Linked DNA regions of Mus musculus: region 1 is linked to region 2. The links are chromatin contacts, called in public HiChIP or PLAC-seq maps. All regions are on one chromosome and are shown on one strand. Each heading gives the region's core, a stretch centred on a gene start, on an enhancer-like site or on the middle of the called end of the contact. The rest is flanking DNA. Distances are from core to core; before and after follow the strand shown.

Region 1 (5,733 bases), core at 2,142-4,641, 730 kb after region 2:
CCAACGTCTGCTTCTTGGAGAACCAGGGTCACAGGTAGCTGGTCTGAGTGGCTTAGTGCCATGACGCCAGTGCCATGATGCCAGTGTGACACCAGTGACACACTGTTTTTTCATTTCTCCTCCTCAAATTCCAGGTGGATGAGGGGCTGGGTGGGGAAATTATCAAATAATTGAGGTAAAAGGGGAAGGTTATAGGGCGAGACCCCTACACCAGCTTCTTGGCCTCAAAGAAGCTCTTGAGGTGACGCATCTGCCAGATGCCAGTGAGGATGAGGATAACGGTCTGGGCGATGGACCACCACAGGACCCTCTGGTTGGTGCTCTCACTGGTCAGACGGAAGCGCTCTTCACGATACTGCATAGGACAATGAACAAAGAATTAGAATGGGCAGGAAAACAGAACCTGCTATTATAAGGCCCTTCATTGGTGTGACCGCACAACTTCAGACCAAATGCCTGTGGAATACCACCTGTAATTCCATGCAGAGGCTAGTCCTTCCACTGAGACTGCCCCCAGGAAGGAAAGGAACATTCTTTACAACCATTTCTGTTCCGACTGAAACCATGCTTTCTCCACTAAGAGGCCATGGAAAACAAGCAAGCAATGGGATTACTAAAGTGTACACTGTCCTCTCTAGACTGGATCATACAATTTAGAAATAACTATCCAAAACAAGATGAGGTCTATACATACAACAGACTATTATTCAATCTTAAGAGGAGAATTCTAAAGCTGGAGGTAGTGGTGCACACCTCTAATTCCAGCACTCAGGGGGCAGAGGAAGGCCAATCTCTGAATTCCAGGCCAGCCTGGTCTACAGAACAAGTTCCATGACAGTCAAGGGTACACAAAGAAACCCTGTCTTAAGGACTGGGAGGGACAGTGATAGTTCTACAGGATGGAAAGATAACTCAGTGTTTAGGAGCTCCTACTTCTCTTGTAGAGGAGCTGAGGTCACTGCTCAGCACCCATGTCAGGTAGCTGGAAACCATCTGTAACTCTAGCTCCCAAGGATCTGAAGCCCTCTTCTGAACTCACCCGACACGTGCGCGCACACACACACACACACACACACACACACACAAATCCAAACACAGATACACACACACACACACACAAATCCAAACACACACACACACACACACACACACACAAATCCAAACACAGATACACATCCTCGATAAGAAGACAAATATTTAAAGGGTAGGGCATGATGGGGTTCAGAGCCCTTATCTAGCACGTGTGATGACCTAGGTTCAATTTCTAGCACTGCGAAAATAAATAAATATAAAAAACAGGAGTTCTGACAAACTACAAGGCAGATAAACCCTGGGCACATTGTGCTAAATGAACTAAGATAGACACAAAAGGATTCCACGCAGCTGAGTTAGTGATCAAGACCATAGGCAAGCTGGGTGTGGTGGCACACGCTTTTAATCCCAGCACTCGGGAGGCAGAGGCAGGCGGATTTCTGAGTTCGAGGCCAGCCTGGTCTACAGAGTGAGTTCCAGGACAGCCAGGGCTATACAGAGAAACCCTGTCTCGAAAAAAACAAAACAAACAAACAAAAAAAGACCAAGACCATAAGCAAAAAGTAGAACTGCAGCAGAACATGGGAAAGGGGGAGCTGGTGTTTACTGATAATCAGGATCACAGAGGAAACATCCAAACCTCAGCTAGGGAAGAGGAGAGCTCAATGTGGTCAGGGTTGCTGGGAAGGTGAAAGTGATGCAGATAGACAGCAGGGATGGGGGCAACGGGACATGAATCTACGTAATGCCACAGCTCTGTACGCTTACACATAGTTAAAATGTTAGGTTTTATATGTATTTCATAACAAACAAACAGAAAAAAATATTAAATGGTCTACAGCCACACCATCCTGAACACCTGAGATCTGATCTCAGAAGCTAAGCAGAGCCAGGCCTGGTTCATACTTGGATGGAAGACCACCTAGAAATAGTGAGTGATGTAAGCTTTTAGAACTTATATACACATATATGTATTTATATATAATATAGTCATTAAAATAAATATAATACATTTTATATACGGATATATAATACAGACACACACACATGACTGGAGGTGTGGCTCAATGGTAGAGAGCTTGCCTAACGTCCAACCCTGCCACTGTAGACATATACAGAAATCGAGGAAAGAAAAGCAAACCCAAACCTCACCTATGTAGACTGACTGGTAACTCCCACATTCCCGAGTAGAGAAGTCCCCAGCAGCCACGTTGCACAGTGGGTTTAAAGGTCAAGTACAGCCTCCAAGTTCAAGTCCCTTACCCTCTGATAATCCTGCTCCTTCTGGATCTGTTCCACCTGGTCAAGCAACTGGCGAGCTCGAAGCTGGAGCTCTGTTAACTTATCCTTAGCAGCGATCTCGGGGTAGTTGTTGGCATGCTCTCCAACCTGGATGTCCAAGTGTACACGCTACAAGGAAACAGGACGAAATGACGGGGGTGCCACCCACCGTCTGTTACCGCTATGGAGTCTGATTCTTGTCTCTGGCTGAATGAGGAAGAAGGACATCCAGTTCTAACTGTACCCACTTGCTGCCCCCAGAAAGGCAAAGTTAAAAGAAAAAAGAAAAGACAGCAAGAAATCAACCTTGGTATCAAGTGAGAAACTCTAAGGCTGATGAGCCTCTTACCAGTTTGCCTCCAGCGAAGAGAGCCATTCTGGTGGAGTTGGAGTGAAGACAAATCTGATGGTCACCGGGTGTGTGGGATGTGAACGTGAAACGGCCCTCGGAGCCGTATTGCCGGGACAGTACAACCTGCAAACACGCATCAAGCCCCAATTTTACAACGATCTCTTAAAATGCGGGACCTGGTACCTGGGGACTTTCTCAGGACCACGGCGGTATTTTCCATCCCATAAAGACATTAACGGACAGCTGGCGCCAGCTAGAACCTTTTTAGCGAGGTGGTGGGGGTTTACCTTGCCGTCCGGGTCCTTCACCTCTACATGCATGCCCAGGCCGGGGGTCGACGGCAGGAACACCTCTTTCTGTTTGTCCCACATCTGAGTTCGATAGTTGCCTGCAGAGTAGACACACAGTCACAACCTAGCCCCCAGGAGGTGGCCCCAGGGCACTGTGCAGGGGAGCTGGTGCCCTCAAGGCACCCTCGGGATGGGGTCGAGCTGACAGGGAAGGAGGGGTGCTTCCAAGGGCCAGCTGAAAACAAAGGGCCTCTCCACCCTCAGCCCCCTGACCGATGACCATGGTCTCGTCGGGTATTTCCTCGATGAAGCAGCGCTTCTCAGTCTCGCCGATGTGGAAATAGAGCCCACGGGCACACGCAGCACACACAGTAAGCACCAGCAGCCCAAATCGCACCATCCCCTGCAGCGGTCCGACCCCAACACCTGCCATTGCGCCTCAACCTTGCACATGCGCACACTTGCGCACTGCTCAGCGTTTGCGCACCCGCTTGGAAACGGAACATGCGCCTGCGCAGTGTCGCAGTCCCTCAGCTCCCTTTCGAAACCCGGTCCGCTGTACACCCGACCCCAAGCTTGCATTGTTCTGCGCCCGAGCGTCCCCTAGCGTAAACTAGCCTTACAGAGAGAAAAGGCCGGCCCAATGAAGCTGCCCAGGGCTTCTGTCCCTTGTCTTTAGGCTTGATTGCCCTTGTTAGGCACCTCTCTGCGCCTGTGCTCTGTGTAAGGAGAAGCAAGCGTACTTTTCGGGGAAGGGTGCTAGGCGACTTGAGATGGTTAACCTGAACAGCGTGAGTTCTTCTGGTCCCCAGCACCTGAAGTAAAATAAACCTTTCTTTTGAGCACCCTACAGAAGAGAACACATTGTGTCATTTCACAACTGCAGGACTTATTGAGTCACAATAAATTCAAAGATAGCTTAGTTTACACAGCCTCCTGAGCAGTGTATTATCACACCTGACGCTGCTGGGTGCTGAGGATGGAGCTTCTTGCAAGCTGGCCAAGCACTCTACCAACTGAGCTACCGCCAACTGAAACAGGTTCTTTTATCCAGTTTTAATTACTATCAAGTCATACATTATATATCATATAGTGATTATGTCTATGTGTATGACCTAGCATTGACTGTCAACTTGACACAACAGGGAAGAGGGAACCTCAACTGAGGACTGGCCTCCATTGGACTAGCTTGTGAGCTTGTCTATGGGGCATTTTCTTGGTTGTTAGTTGATAGAGGGCCTAACCCACTATGGGTGGTAGCATCCCTGGGCAGATGGTCCTGGGTCGTATAGTAAAAGTAGCTGAGAAAGCCAGAGGCAAGCCAGAGGCAAGCCAGTAGGCAGCACTTCTCCATAGCTGCTGCTTCAGTTTCTGCCTCCACATTCCTGCCACGGGTTCCTGCCCTGGCTTCTTTCGGTATGGATTGTAACCCAGAAACCAATAAACGCTTTCCTCCCATTCTGCTTTTGGTCGTGGTGTTTATCAGAGCAACAGAAAGCAAGCTAGGACTGTGTGTGTGTGTGTGTGTGTGTGTGTGTGTGTGTGTGTGTGTGTGTGTTAGAGAAGCCTTACAAAAAGGTTTAAAAGGATGCAACATAGTTCAAGGAGTTCAAAGAGGTCTTAATGGGAGGCAGAGGCATAGAGCCAATAGGCACTGTGGTAGTTCTGTTAGATTAACTGAACTAATCACAGAGCTGTTGTTGAAGATTTCAGAGCTGAGAGACATAGAGTTGAACCAAGCAGAAGCAGAACTGAAATGCAGGATCACAGGACCATGAATACGAAGTTCAGGACTAGGTCCAAATGAACCAAGGAAATGAATAGCAGCAGAGACCCAGCTGAGCTGAATGCTGGGGGATGTTCAGGAGGGCCTTGTCTTGCCAATCCCTGAAACACACTCCCATAATAAGAAAGCAGGTCAGTAGGGCAGTTGCCATGGCAGTGTGAGGACTGCTCCTTTTTTCTTTTTCTTTTTTCTTTTTGTTTTGTTTTTTGTTTGTTTTGGGGGAGTGGGGATTTTTCTCTGTATCCCTGGCTAGCTTGGAGCTTGCTCTGTAGACCAGGCTGGCCTCAAACTCATGGATATCTGCCTGCCTCTGCCTCCCAAGTGCTGGGATTGCTCACTGCCAGGCTAGGAGTGCTCCTCTATGTGGGCTTAAGGTAAGGATGTTGGACCCTGGCTCAGTGTGACACATTTGGTAAGTTCTCAGGCCTTGGTTTCTGATACTGTTTGTTTGGTCACACGTGAGAATAGAACTAGTCCAGAATGCCAAAGGTCCAGGGCAGAGGGCCAGCAGGACTGTTTGGGATGTAAGAAAGGAAGTCAGTTTCCCAGGTGATCTTGGTGAGGTGACTTTCAAGGGCCACTGAGATTTATTATCGACAGTCCAACAACGTGTGCAGTGTCCTGGCCTTCAGCATCCTTTGCATCTGCTCTTACAGGCTTCATGGCTGCACTTGGACCTCTGCTTCATCTTTCTTCTCTCGCGCTTCAGCCTGCACATTAGCTTCTTCTGCTACTTTGTTCTCATGACCCAGAAGTTTCAAGGAAGTTGGCGCTAAGGCCGTGTCTGATACTGTTTTAACGTACCAGTACATTCATCTGATCCCAATCGACTTTAGTAAGTTTATAGATAGTACTTTAGGAATAAGTGTCTATTGGCCCATGTTTCACGGTGGCACAAAGCAGGTGGTAGTGTTTATGTGCACAGTGAGGTACAGAATCATCATAGTTCTGCAGTTACATTCAAGAAGGAGCCAAACATTTACAGACATAAA
Region 2 (6,423 bases), core at 1,207-3,706:
GGAGGCAAGAGGCGGGCTGATCTCTGATCTCTAAGTCCAAGGCCACCCTTGAAAAAAAAAAAAACAAAACAAAACAAACCACAAAACAACAAACCAAAAGCCAACCAAACAGAAGGTGAGGTGGATGATATCAATAACATCCAAGATGGGGCTACTTCTGCCTCCCTTACCCCTCATTCACAAAAAAATAAGGAAATTTTCAACTCTCGCTTCTCCCCTGAGGCAGGGCTTCTCTCAGTAGCCTTGACTGTCCTTTAACTTTAAGCTCTGCCTAACTTGGCCTCAAGTTCTGGGACTAAAGGCACAGGCCACCACCTTCTGGTTTTTTTTTTTTTTTTAATTTTTAAAAATTTTTTAATGTGTCTAAGTATCAAAATTCATTTTTTTTTTTTTTTTTTTTTGTTTTTTTCAAGACAGGGTTTCTCTGTGTAGCCTTGGCTGTCCTGGAACTCACTCTGTAGACCAGGCTGGCCTCGAACTCAGAAATCCGCCTGCCTCTGCCTCCCGAGTGCTGGGATTAAAGGCATGCGCCACCACACCCGGCTCAAAATTCATTTTTAAAAATTCATTTTTAGTTCCTTCTTCCCCCCCCCCTTTTTAAGACAGGATCTCATGAGTCCCAAGCTGGTCACAAGTCACTGTTTCAGAGGGAAGACCTTCAAGGTCTCATCCTCCTGCCTCCACCTTCCTCACTAGCTCTTGTTTGGTTTGTGCTTTGAGAGCTAGCCCCAAATTCTCCTTCTCAGTTGGGATTACTGGATTAAGTCGTCATTGTCAGAAAAGGATTTAGCTTCTACCAGGGTCGGGTGGAGGTAGGATCAGACAGACTATCCAGGACAGGGCCTGGGACAAGTGAATGGGGTTGTAACTGCCTAGCGTGATCACCCTAGGTGACCCTTAGCACAGGAAAAGCAGGAAAGCAAGACGATTCAATGAGTAAGGACACTTGCCCCTAAACTGACAACTTGAATCTGATCCTGGAACCCACATGGTGGGAGAGAGCCAATTTCCAAATGCTGTCCTCTAACTTCCACATACTCATCTGGAATTTGTATAATAGTAATGGTCAAGAAAAAAAAGAAAAGGCAGGTATTGAGGCCTGGTAGCATGTGGGCCTTTATAATCTGAACATGCAGAGGCAAACAGATCTAATAAGTTTGAGGACAGCCCTGGTTAGACACGGCTCCACAGACAGGCGATCTTAACAAAAACCAACAGGTAGACCTTGTATATACTCATTTGGAATAAGCTACTCCAAAGCATTGCAGAGTGACCAGGTATCTGGCTACAAAATTTGTAAGTTTCTGGACTCTTCCTAAGGAGAAAGAGAACAGGTTACATGGTTACTACCTCCGCGGAGAACACCAACCCTTCCAATACAGAGCCTAGGATTTTCTTTTTGTTTTGGTTTAATACTTTTGTGTCTGAAATGACAGTTTAAAATGCATGCGCATTTTCCTCTACCTGCCCGCCACTCAGTTTCTGCCCCTAAAAGGCAAACAATGTCAGCAGTTTAAAGAGATACATGTGCTTCACCGTTTTCACTTCAAATAGGATACACGTGTTAAACTAACCGCGACCACAAAGAGGACAAATTGGTCTGGATACTTACTCATCATCCTCCGCCAACCGCTTGTGTTTCTTTCTACAGTGAATGGAAACACTGTTGGAACAAACAAAAACAAACCAGTCACTCACGACTGGAACGTAAATGTAACGTTTCTGCACCATGTATTTGTCGCCTCACTCATCCGGATCTCCCGCCACAAATTGAACATTCCTTCCTTGGCCGTGATAGACCCACACAGGTCCCAGGTGATCACGATTTGCCAGGGGCTCCGAATAAAATAACCTCAGACAAGAAAATCTGAAGTTGTCACTTCTGTCGGGGCAGTGACAGTTGAGCACTCGCTCCAAACCCATTTCTGCCCCCAACATTGCCGATGAGGGACCCAAGTGTCCCAGAGGCATTCAAAGTTGTCCCGGCCGGCAGCCGGCGGCCGCGCGTGTGGAGGGAAGCGTCCAGGCCGAAGAACCCTCGAGGGTCGCCCGCCCTGCGCCCCGGGACTCACGGTTAACGTCCCGAGAGGTTAACGGGCCCGCCCCGCCTGCTCACCGTCCGCGCGCTGTTCTCCCGCCCGGGCTGCTCGGCGCGCCGCGGACACCGGGCCGCGGGGCCAGGTCATGGCCGGCGGCTCCTGGCGGGAAGGCCCGGCCCGCGAAGGCCGGTGGCGGCTGCAGGAAGTCCGCGCTGCCGCTCAGAGGGAGGCCGCTGAAGGGCCGGCCGAGGGCTGCCATGGCTTTCCAGACGAGGCTGCGTCCGCGACCCCAGTCGTTCGTTTTCCCAGACTCCGCAGTGGCCGCCACCAACGCTACCCACGATTACCTGCCTCTGAGCCCTCTTCGGCCCCCCAACCTCACGCCTTCTAGAACCCTCCACTCCGGACCGCCCAGAGACACGTCGGGATTTGTTGTGTATAGAGGGCCGCTGTCGTGAGGCATGCCGGGAGTTGTGGTCCTTAAGGACTACAGGCAAGATGGCCGGGGGTGTACCGGACGAATTGCAGGAGGTCAGGTCGCCCTCACCCGGCCAGAATGACAGACACCCAATCCCTATACAGAACGTTTGAGCTGGGCGTGGTGGATTCCCAGCTCTTATCAGGTGGAGGCAGGATAATCAGACACATTCAAAGCCAGACTTTGACTAAGTAGCATGGTCTAGGCTAGCCTAGTCTACGTGGGACCCAGTCCAAAATAAAAAGTTACACGTTTCTGTTTCTTCTGTAGTAAACAGGATAAGAAAAAATGTTTTCAGAGTTGAAGTGAGTAGTGAATGAATTAAAAATCTAGAGGTGGGGCTGGGCATAGTGGTGCACACATTTAATACCAGCACTTTCTGGGCAGAGGAGGGAAAATCTCTGAATTCTAGGTCAGTCTGGTCTACATAGTGACTTCCAGGCCAGCCACTGTTACGAAACAAAATATAAAAAAAAAAAATGCCTAGGAGTGGGACCTGACAGCTGGAGTTATTATTCTAGAATCTATGGTGAAAGGAAAACCAACTCTAGAAACTTGTTCTTGAACTTCCTTTCGTGGGGTGGGGGTGGGGACTGGCTTGGTTTTGTTCCCTGGTTACACATGCACTCTCATGCACACATATAACAATAACAAATAGAAAATTAAAAGCTAATAAAACTCCGAGAGGGAAGTGCAGCTGAGTGGTAGGGTGCATGTACTCCACCACAATATTTATACATGAAGCAGGTGGATGTGTGGCACATACTTCCAGTCAATCCCAGCTATAGGGAGGTTGAAGCAAGAGAATGGTTGAGTTCAGCCTTAACAACAAAACAGGATGTCAAGGCTTAGAAAACTCTACATGTGTGTACTTGTAATGCTATCTTTCAATTGTTTCTGTGTTTTATCATAAATGAAATTTTTGATGTATTGGATCCCATGGACAATTACTAAAACCCCCAGAGATTGGGAGAGCAATTGGAGGGGAAAAGCAGAAGTTCAGCCTTGTATATCCAAAGATGGTTAATAATGTCCCCTGCTTAGGTTGGACCAATGGAGTGGAGGATTGATTGGTCAGTCCTACCACTGATCATCCCCCATTTTTTTCTGCCTTAAAGAATGATCCCATCACTCATCACTGAGTGGCTTATACCATTGTCAATGCCATTTAGCCAAAGATTTATCAAGGACACACCAGTAACTGAACTAGAGTGGACTTAAGGAAGTGAGTTAGTGTCTTAGCCTGGGGGAGTTGAGTTAGTGATAAATGATTTGGAGGAAGTAAAGTTCATAAAGGCAACTTTGTATGAGCAGGTCGGGTGGCATAAACCTGTAATCCCAGCATTTGGAAGGTTGAGGCAGGAGGATTTTAAAAATGGAAGGGCAGCCTCAGCTAAGAAGGACATGAAATGGATGTGTGAGACCCTATCTCCAAAACGAACAAAACAGCACCTTTGACTGGAATGAATTGTTAGGAATTTAGGATAATTCTGTGACTCAAATAATTCGAGACACATAGGAAATTTCCTCTTTTTATCTACTTTAGTAGAAGTCTCTGAGCTTAGAAAGGATTCTCTTAGCAGACCAGTGAAGGCATGAGATAGGATATGAGGACTAATTTAGGAAACTATTTCTACTGTCCTACCACACGTTGTGGCTGCTACATGCTAGGAAGTTACCAGTTTGGGGAAGGTACAAGATAGGAAATGAGACATGACTATCCCTTCTACATGTCTGTGTCCTGACACAATTATCAAGTGGCTTGCTTTCATCTTGAATTTGAGGTAACAGAATAATGTTGTTTGAGGACCACCTGCAGAATTCTTCAGGACAACTCTGGGGCTGCCCTAATAGTATCATTATCTAACTCGGGTCCAGAAGTCCATCGCCCAAAAAAAAAACAACGTCTGAGAGCTAAGTTTTAGGGGCGAAGAAATGCTTTATGCAGTGGCCAACCATACAGTCACTGTGCGTTGAGTCCTATCCATACTCTCCAAACATCACGTGTCCTCCCACTGGTCTTGCCTCGGCAAAATACGGTGTGAGTCTGTATCACGTGACACTACCAGGACCTTCCACCTCAGCCAAAGAATGGAGAATTGCCCATACACCAACTTCCCTGCTCTAAGACTACTACCACAATTTTTGAGCCAAATTTGAAGCAGCCTTTATTAAATAGTGTTCAGGAACTTGGATACTGGCCAGGTCCATACCCAAGACCTATGTGTAACTTTAATTTTTTCAAACCTTATTTTTAATGATGGTTTTTAAACACTTTAACCTTTGTTGCCCACCACCCACCTATCAGAGGTAGTAGGATGCCGCAGACCCTCTGGGCCCCTTTGTCTGCATGGAACGGGTCTCTAGTCACAGGTGGGCAAAGCGTTGGATGGGATGACAGACAGATGCACACAGGAGAGGTTGTGTAGAATCTGAATGTAATTTGTCAAATCGAGCATCAAACTTTTTATACAGAAGAAAATAGGGAAATTGGGTGACACACCAGCAAGGTACAAAGAGGTTACTGGATTCTTACATAAAACAGAGGAATGCAAACACAGAAGGTCTAACAGGAACCACCTGGGACAGAATTCATTGTTAACAGCTGGGATCAACAAGGGCTCCACCTAAGATTCACTTAATCTTAGGAGTCAGGGTCAAGGGCTTCCTGCCCTTGCAATAGTTCTTATTTTAGTCTATTGTATAGTCCACCTTTCCCTTAGGCCATTGTAAATACATGTGTATGGGTGTAACTCAGCTATCTATAGTTCTAAGTATCTATTCTGGTTTCTCCTTAGGTCTGAAACTTCCTTCTTCCTAGATGATGGTAAATTCCTGTGTATGGCAGTGACCTAGCTTTTATTCAAAGTGATAGTGTAATACTAGAGGCAATTTTGAATGTTACTGAATAGGCAACATTCTTCCTGAGTTCCAAGCCCAGGGTCTGCTCAAGGACTTTCTAGGAAGTTGGAACATTGGTGAAGGCTTGGCTATGTCAGAATTCAATCTTAAAAGGCACTTATAATAGGATAATACTAAAAGAGAGCACGTGGATCCATACACTAGTCTAACGCGGGAATGGAATATTAATGTGTGGGTCAGAGAGGACGCCACACTCCAGGAGGTGAGTTTCCATGAAACTCTTCTGCCTCGTGAGTAGCTTCCAAGCCACTCGGCCTGTCAAGCTGACTCGACCAGAGTGCCTGGCAGTAGGAAAGAAAGGATAAGAAGTTAGTGGACCTGTGTAGAAAGGTTCTTTGGAGCAACTCCCTTCTCTGTTGTCTAGAAATCATCAGCTCAGTTCAGAGGTTAGCAGGCAGTAGCAGCTCGAGCCACATGTAAACACTTCATGAACATACCAGCAGTCCCATTCAGCAGAGTTGGGTTAGCAACAGCAGTGACACAACCTAGCAGAGACAGTCAGGCCTCAGCATGAATCAGCAGGAGGGACCAGGAAGAACGCTAGAAGTTCTTGGCTGTGCCTCTCTCAGGGAAGTGAAGATCAGTGAAGATGAGGGACCCACAAGCGTTGCACAGCTAGCTCTATAAGCAAGCCAAGCTCAGCCTCTGCCACTGTCCACCGAGTCCTATTTATACCCTCTCCAAACATCATGTGTCCTCCACAGGTCTTGTCTCAGCATGTGCCTCTGCCTCAGCTGACATCATTCTGCCAATCAGCCCAAGTCAGCAAAAGCAGCAAAAAACTGCAGCACACCACTAGAAGTTTTTTGGTGCATTTCTCTCTATGGAGTCCTGAAAAATGCAACTCAACTACGCAATGCAAGGTGGACCAATACAAGCGTGTTGTCAGCAAAGAATACTTCATCATGTGTCCTTTCACGTGCTTGCTCTAGCAGAAAGTCCTTGAAGTAGTAGTTAGCTAATGCTACTCAAATCACCCCATGG

The links. HiChIP or PLAC-seq counts read pairs in DNA pulled down with a chosen protein or histone mark.
Region 1: a contact with region 2 is called in an H3K27ac HiChIP or PLAC-seq map of microglia, with 5 times the contacts expected there. The contact joins the promoter of Tmed4 here to the promoter of Ccdc117 in region 2. A contact is called at or near these places in 1 of 39 promoter capture datasets (liver) and 4 of 115 datasets of contacts at active chromatin or transcription factors (bone marrow-derived macrophages, double positive thymocytes, extraembryonic endoderm stem cells and 1 more).

The regions. Positions count from the first base shown.
Region 1 is chr11:6,271,446-6,277,178 of GRCm38.p6, forward strand. It overlaps Tmed4 (transmembrane p24 trafficking protein 4), which reads right to left and starts at 3,392. Exons shown (of 5, transcript NM_134020.1): 1 at 3,229-3,392; 2 at 2,953-3,053; 3 at 2,663-2,788; 4 at 2,296-2,442; 5 at 1-355. The coding sequence starts at 3,388. The coding sequence ends at 206.
Region 2 is chr11:5,539,761-5,546,183 of GRCm38.p6, forward strand. Ccdc117 (coiled-coil domain containing 117) reads right to left here and starts at 2,457. Exons shown (of 5, transcript NM_134033.2): 1 at 2,117-2,457; 2 at 1,613-1,663. The coding sequence starts at 2,298.